Linked DNA regions of Zea mays: region 2 is linked to region 1. A link is a contact called in public Hi-C data. All regions are on one chromosome and are shown on one strand. The core of a region is the stretch at or near the end of the contact, and the rest is flanking DNA. Distances in the headings are between cores, read along the strand shown.

Region 1 (4,020 bases), core at 551-3,050:
GCGGTACTTCTGTCAGCTCTATAGGATTATATATTGTCTCCATAAATCAACACATATCTTTTATGCGCACTTTGTCCCCATTCATGCGCACCCGAGAAAACTTCTCGGTCGGTCACTTATCCCAAATTGCTCCAAGCTAAGCACGCTTAACTTGGAGTTTTTTTCGAGATAGACTTTCGAAAAAAGATGTACTTTATTGATATGAATACACTATTAATTCTATTAACCCTTGGATCAGGATATCACCATCCCAGAATCCATGATATCAGAGGTCTGCTGACTATAGCCTAAATGAATATGCATGTGCAATTTTTACACTCATAAATCACTTCGATAAGAGTGTTGGATAAGGACACGGAAAATGAATTCTTAGCCTTTCATACTCCAAATCAATAATTTCTTTTTACTATACATATCTATATTTGTTGTGGTTTCCAGAACCAAGGAACAATAAGATTTGTGTTCAGTAGAGGTGTTAGTTTGGACTCACTCCAAATGGTGAGCCGCGCGGGGGGGGGGGGGGGGGGAGGGGCTCGAAGGTGGATTTGGGGCGAAGGAGTTATACTAGTTCAGACCGGGACCCTAGTTCAGTGCGGTGCTGCCAGTAGTATTGCTTGGAACGTGTTACAACTGGGTGCTTGTGTGAAGTTGTGGAGATATGAGATGATCTTTGGATGGAGGTTGTCTTGCCCTTTTATAGCTCAATGGTAGACATTACAATGAGGATTTGTATTCTACCAGGGAGGAGTTCAGCCTCCCGCTTCTAGGTCTCGTAGCCCCTATGGTCTCGTCTATTGGGTCGTGCTTCTGTGTATCCCTTATAGAGTCGTCTACCGAGGCGTGCGCTGTCGTACCCCTGGTCTGGTGTAGTGTCTCGTCTGCCTTTAGATGAGTTCCTGTAGCTGCTTCGATTTAGACGTAGCGGTGTTTGGTGGTTCTATTGAGTTAGCTCAAGGCATGGCTTAGGGATGTCTTCAGTACAACTTCATCTTCCTTCATCCTCATATCATCACCTTTCATCATGTGTATACGTACGCCTTGTACGGTGTATTGCCCCGTCCCTTCCGGCGTATGTGTCAGTGTAGAGATCCCGATGCTGAGGTCTCAGCGACTAGGGTTGTCCGGTCCTACTGGTCAGCGGGGATACGTGGTCTGGGCATGGCTTGGTAATGTCTCATCGCGCCGACGTGGCTCGATAGCACCAGGTTGGCTTTCCTAAGAGTCAGTTATCGTCTTGCTGGATTGCTCGGCGGTCTCGCCTCGCTAGGTTGCTCGGCGAGCGGGTTGGTCAGTAGCTTCGCCTCGCTGGGTTGCTCGGCGGATATTGGTTGGGGGGCGAGCTGGTCGGCTTGGTGAGCCGTCCCCAGGAGGCCTTTTGGACCCTCACGCCAAGGTGCTTGGCAGGTGGGTCGCTCGATTCATGGGTTGTATTTGAGAGGCCTTTAGGCCTTCTTTTATGTACCCTGTTCCTAAGTATCCAACAATATTCGTATCCGCATACACTCTTCGCTACATACATCTCTCGTTTACACTCTCGCATTAGAACGTGAGGCTATCTCTAGCATACCTCATATCGCATCCTCTATCTTATTTCTTGTTTTAAACTTCTCAGTATCGTCTACAGTTTTTTCACGCTACGCTAGTCTGACCGCCGGATATAGCCATAGTAGCGAAAAAAAATCAATGAAAATGGGAACATCCATGCACATTTCTTTACATTTTTTTTCTTTCTCGCATAGAAAAAACCACATATTCCCTTCTTCTTTCCCAATCTCACTGGCAGGCACTGCCTCCATCATCCTCTGACTCAGAGAGAGAGAGAGCAGCCGAGCCGGTTCAACCCCATGAATACCGCTGCTGCAGAGATCACGGCCTGCTTCTGCGTCTGCAGCTCCAGCAGTAGCAACAGCAGGGGCTGCAGTGCAAACGACTGCTAGTTCCCCTTTCCCCGCATGATCTCTGCCCCTTCCCCTACCTTCTCTTGTTCTTGCTTGCACGACCCTTTTCCTTGTGCGCTAGCTGCCGCTTCTTCTTCGTCTTCCTGGAGCTCCCCGCATCCACACATGCCCCAAGAACCAGACAATAAAACAACACGGAACCATCGGAGTCTTTTTCTACTACTATTTCCAGCGATTTGATTATATGGATGTGTGCACAGGTGCACGTAGATAGGTAGAATAGAAGGGAGATTATAGCTAGCTAGAGGCAGCGAGCAGCTCGGTTGCTGGGACACGCGATCGAGCTACAGCAAAGAAGACTGCAGGGTGGCGCGGCGGGCATGGAGGATCTGTACAGCATCCACCCGGGGATCTCGCGCCACGGGGCGGCGGCGACTAGCGAGGCGTCCGGGGTCGCCGGTGGACCGGGCTCACCCCCGCCCCCGCCCCCGCCGGCGGCGGATCTGACGGAGCTGGTCAAGGCGCAGATCGCCGGGCACCCACGCTACCCGTCCCTCCTCTCCGCCTACATCGACTGCCGCAAGGTACGGTACCTCGCCGTCGCATCGTGCGGTCGGCTAGCAGTAGCTAGCACCTAGCAGCTAGCTCGCCGACAATAATTACGCCTTGACGACGCGGGTCGGTTTCTTGATTTGGCGTGGCAGGTGGGCGCGCCGTCGGAGGTGGCCACGCTGCTGGAGGAGATCGGCCGGGAGAGGTGCGCCGCCGCCTCCGCCGGCGGGGAGGTCGTCGGCATGGACCCCGAGCTCGACGAGTTCATGGTACGCACGCTAAACCAGTTGTTCTGATTCTTGTGTCGTTATTACATGTGACCGTGGCGACGACGACGGTGGCTGCGGCGCGCAGGAGACGTACTGCCGGTTGCTGGAGCGGTACAAGGAGGAGCTGTCGCGGCCGTTCGACGAGGCGGCGTCCTTCCTCAGCAGCGTCAGGACGCAGCTCAGCTCCCTCTGCGGCGGCGCCGCCTCGCTCTCCGGTAAGTAAGTAAGGCCGGGGGGTGTTTGATCCTCCGGGCGTCTGGCTGGGTTTTGGATGTTGATTGGAAGGATTAAAACATGAGCTAATTATTATAAAACTAATTGCATAAGCGTGGCTAATTCAGGAGATGAAGCTATCCGTGATCAGTTCAGCGGTTTGCTACAGTAAACATATAGATCTGGTTTTATAATCAGTTCGTCTTTTTAATTGTCATCTAAAACTCTAGTACGTACGGGGAAATAAAAAACCCATATTAATAATAACTCCTCCGCTCACATGCATCTCTCCGGCCGGTCGCCGACGAGACGAGACGACCTGCCATGCCGCCATTGTGGACATGCGGTGCATTATTGCTGTTCTTGTGGGAGCTGTGAACTGTGAAGCGAAGAAAGCTAGCGCGTGTGCGACTATAGAGGGGCGAGGATGGTGGATGGATACTAGCTGCTTTGATGAATGTGTGCGCGTGTGCGTGTTCTTCTTGTGTGGTCAAATCGTGTCCATGCAAATGGGGTGCAGGAGTGTCAGACGCCGGGGTCGGATGAGTAAAGTTTTGAGCGTGTGCTTCGTGTAAGACACTCTCCAGCAGGATGTAAAATAGGAGACTTATGATATGGGATCTAAGTTACTGTACACCAACCAATGCTTTGCCTTTGTTTGCTTATCTCTCTCTCTCTCACCTCCTCCTCTCTCACATGGAGGTGTATTTGCTGCTGCTACTTGTAGACTTGTAGGCTGCCTCGATCTGACGACTGATGGAACTTGAGCGAACTGCGCGCTGATGGGCAGCGAGCCAGCGACACTGCTTGGATGGCTTTGGGAAAAAAGAATCTTGCTCGTGCATGCTAGATTGCTAGCTATACTGGCCAAGGTCATATCCACAGGCCCCAGCTTCCATTTCGGACTCCACAAGATTTTTTTTTTGTTGTCGTGGGGGTAGCTCAAGATATAATGATCCTGCTTGTTTGGATTTGTTTTTTCAGCTCCTAGCTACCAAAAGCTGATGCGGATTGCCAAATGTCCTAGCTATAAGAATTGCTTGATAAAAACCGTCCAAAATCAACATGAACATAGAATCGACTAAATC
Region 2 (4,020 bases), core at 982-3,481, 140 kb after region 1:
GAGCGAGCGCGCTCGTCAAAGATGACCAGCGGCCTTGACGGGATACCCAGCAGGATAGAGAAGCGAGGAAGAAAGAGTGTCTGTTGGATCAAGTTTTGGACGTCGTTTTTCTATTTTTACCGATACTAGTTGATTTAGCTAGACCGTTGGAGTTGCTCATTATTCGGCAACATATATAGATGTATATGCCGGATAATTCCGATTTCCTTAACACTTCAGACCATTTTGTATAATAAAACCACTTTGCTCTCGGAACAGCTAGCATCGGTCTGACATGTAATAATTATTCGATTCCAAAAAAAAAAAGAGTTTGTTTCAATGAACACAACAACATTGGCCCGACATGAAATTTATTCGATTCCAAAATTTGGAATCAGGTTTCATATCCGGACCTATTGCACCACCATATACATTAGGCAGCAGCAACGACATCGAGCGCCGGTAGACAGTCCCTTATGACATCCGCGGCATGCTCCAGCTCCTTCTCCGAGACGATGAGCGGCGGCACCAGCCTCACCACATTGCCCTTACCGGCAGTCAGCACGACGACGCCGGCGTCCAAGCACGCGTCGACCAGAGGACCAGCTGGCACGTCCAGCTCGACGCCGACGAGAAGGCCGACCCCGCGGACCTCCCTCACGTGCGGGTTCCCGCTCAGCTTGGCGCGGAGCAGCTGCTTGAAGCTCTCCCCTTTCCTCGACACCTCGGCCAGGAAACCGGGTCTCGTGATCTTGTCGAACACCGTTATCGCGGTCTGGCAGGCGAGAGGCCCGCCGCCAAACGTCGTGCCGTGGTCGCCGTAGTTTATGGCTGCGGCGATCTTCTCCTTCACCAGGACAACGCCGATGGGAATGCCGTTGGCCAGTGGCTTCGCTAAGGTCATTATGTCTGGTTCCACTCCGTACGCCTCATGCGCCCAGAGGTGGCCTGTGCGCCCGAAACCACACTGCACCTGCGTTTGTTTAGAAAGCATATACGTACCACCATTACTACATCTCATGGCTGACAGATTGATGCAGCTTGAAAACTAAGGAATGTGACCATGATGTGTCGCTGGGTTGAAGATAGGAATGCAGAACAGAGTCACAGCTTGACTCTGCTACATTATCTCTTGTATATGGACTGTATGCCTAAAGTTCATAGTGGAATGCATGGCTACAACTAAATTGTGCGCGTTTCGTGCTTTGTAAACGAAATATGAATTACTAGCAATATCATCGGGTTCTCGATATGAACAGAGATTCAGAGAAGAGAGATGGGACAGAGTACACCGTACCTCATCAAAGACCAAGAGGGCTCCCGCCTCGTCACAGGCGTCCCGCAGCCCCTGCAAGAACTCCCTGGTGGCACTGTGAATGCCACCCTCACCCTGCACGGGCTCGACGAAGACAGCAGCGACCCTGCCGGACCGTACGAACTTCTTGGCCGCCTCCAGATCGCCGTAATCCACGAAGGTCACCCCAGGCATGACGGGCGCGAAGGGCTCCCGGTACTGCGACTTGCTGGTGAGCGCGACGGCGCCCATGGTCCGGCCGTGGAAGCTGCTGCTGAACGCCAGGAACTCCGTGGGCGGGTCGCCGCTCTCCGGGTGTGCGGCCCGCTGGAACTTGCGGGAGAATTTGATGGCCGCCTCGTTGGCCTCCGTGCCAGTGCTGGCGAAGAAGGCGCGGTCCGCGAACGACACCTCAACGAGCCGCTTGGCTAGCTCCACCTGCGACAGCGAGGCGCTTCTGCAGATGAAGCAGAGAAAAATGGGCCGGCCGGAGCAATGCGTCGAACACATGGCGAGGGAAGCGGGGGAGGGAGGATCGGAGGGAGCAGGAGCACCCACCTGGGGTTTGGTGTAGAAGACGTTGCTGACGTGGACGACCTTACCGGCCTGCTCCGCGATGGTGGCGCACACGTCTGGGTCCGCGTGGCCGAGCGCCGTGACGGCGATGCCGGCGGCCATGTCGAGGTACTCGCGGCCGTCGGTATCGTAGAGCTTGCACCCGCGGCCGTGCTCGAAGACGACGCGGGACCGCTTGTAGGTGCCGACGAGGTACCGCGCCTCGCCGTCCACGACGGCCAGGCTCGCGGCCGACAGCTCCCGCCGCGCCGCCCCCACGGCGGCCGCGGTGGTCGGGGGCGGCGGAGCGAGGAAGGCCGCGACGCGCGCGCGGCGGGACGGAGCGGCCCAGCCGGCGGCCGGTTTGACGGCGAGAAAGGACTGGAGCGAGGCCATGGCAGATCGGAGTTTGGGGGGGGGGGGGGGGGGGGGGGGGCGTGCGGGACGCCACCAGCGTCTGGTTGCGTTGGGGATTTTTAGACGGAAACGTGTGTTGCGTTTCGGAGTAGGGTTCCGGGAAAGATACCAGTCATTCACTCTGTCAGAAATGTGCGATTGCGTCGGTCGGGCCCGCATAGAAGTGAGACGGAGTAGCCGAGTAGTAGGTGCCTCTGCATACGGCGGCGCTGCGCGGTTGGTTGGTCAGGGCGTCAGGCTAGGCAACGGAGAAATACCGTCCGGCAATCTCTGCTACTCCTTAGACTAGCTCCAACAATGAGCTCTAAAGGGTCCTGTACTCTAAATTTAGAGGACGCGGACGTCCTCTACTCCCTACAGCAACGTCCTCTAAACGGTCCTCTAAATTTAGAGAACGCTGCTGGATCCTCTATATATAGAGTTTCTCTAAACGGTTCTCTATCTATTTGAATACTTTAAACAACCGGTTTAATAAAACTAAAATATGTACAATACATTTGAGAGTATGACAAATACGTATGTACAAAAATTAAAAAATTAAAAATGTCTTTAATATAGGTATTTACATATAGAGGACGTGATTTAGAGGACATTGTTGGAGAGAAAGTAGATATAGGAGATGGAATCTTTTAGAGAAGACTGTAAAGGACGGATATAGAGGATGTATATAGAGGACGTTGCTGGAGACAGCGGCACCCTCTGCCGCCGCGCCGCGATGCCCGCCAATCACGCCAGCGCGTTCTCCGTGTTCCGCCAATCTCACAGCAGCGCGCTCGGCAAACTCTCTTCCCCACCGCGGTCCCCCCTTCCCCACCCACCGGAGACCGCGCCCTTCCCCCTTCCCCACAGCGGCCACCGGATCTGGCATGGCACACACCTGAGATTGCGCTCTTCCCCACCGGATCCAGCTTGGCGCACACCGGAGACCACGCCCTTCCCGCTTCCCCACCGCGGCCACCGGATCCAGCATGGCACACGCGCGCTCCGGCATGGCGCATCCACAGCGCGAACGCCCGAAATGGAGCAGCGAGCATCCATGTACCCATCGGAGACCAGGCCATTCACCACCGCAGTCCCCACCCCACCCCATCCCCCGCGCATCACGCCCAACCCGCATCCGGATCCGGAAACTTTCATTCACCTCCCATGGTCGCTCTCCCCTGTTCGGATCTAACATTCGAGAGTTTGGTTCGGTCTCAAGCAGCGACGGCGTCACGGGCGTGGCATCGAACGCGGACGCGGTGGCGATGTGGATGTGGATGGTGTCCTGCAGGGCGCCCTGCGGCTGGTGCTCAAGTCCACAGGCGACACCACACCTTCATCCTCGGTGCCTTCCACAACACCCCCAACATCCCGACGGCTGGGCGACACGGGACGCGCGCTCCTCACGGTCTCCAACATCCCGTTGGGTCGCCACCGCCTCTGCTGCAGTATCCACCATAAGACTACTCGGTGGAGGGCAAGGTCAAGGCATCATTCTGCTGTGTCAAGGCCATGTGCTCCGAGCTCATCCATGTCTGGTATGGATCACACCGTCTTCTTTACCTCTGCACTGCCCCTTTTATCGGGTCCTCCGTTCTTCTGGTAATGGGGTACCGTGAAATTCTGTTTCGTTGCCATAGTGGAAATTGCAGCTGCAATGCATGAGGGAAGGTTGTTGGGTGTGTTTGGCTAATTCTCTCCCAAAATGTGGAAGAAAATATGTTCTGGGATTGTGTAGGATTGTTTCCCTGGTTATAGGCAAAAACTTAATGGAGCTCTGCTGCGATTACTTT

The links. Hi-C and Micro-C count contacts between places; a contact is called where the count stands out from the background.
Region 2: a contact with region 1 is called in a Hi-C map of leaf, with 5 times the contacts expected there. The contact joins the promoter of LOC103629163 here to the promoter of LOC541961 in region 1. A contact is called at or near these places in 9 of 25 Hi-C or Micro-C datasets (bundle sheath, ear, leaf and 3 more) and 1 of 3 datasets of contacts at active chromatin or transcription factors (leaf).

Annotation. Positions count from the first base shown.
Region 1 is chr6:31,927,363-31,931,382 of Zm-B73-REFERENCE-NAM-5.0, forward strand. LOC541961 (knotted related homeobox 5) reads left to right here and starts at 1,801. Exons shown (of 5, transcript NM_001111615.2): 1 at 1,801-2,482; 2 at 2,603-2,719; 3 at 2,805-2,934. The coding sequence starts at 2,279.
Region 2 is chr6:32,062,244-32,066,263 of Zm-B73-REFERENCE-NAM-5.0, forward strand. LOC103629163 (acetylornithine aminotransferase, mitochondrial) reads right to left here and starts at 2,232. Exons shown (of 3, transcript NM_001346846.1): 1 at 1,832-2,232; 2 at 1,277-1,711; 3 at 234-952. The coding sequence starts at 2,224. The coding sequence ends at 413. It also overlaps the pseudogene LOC103629164.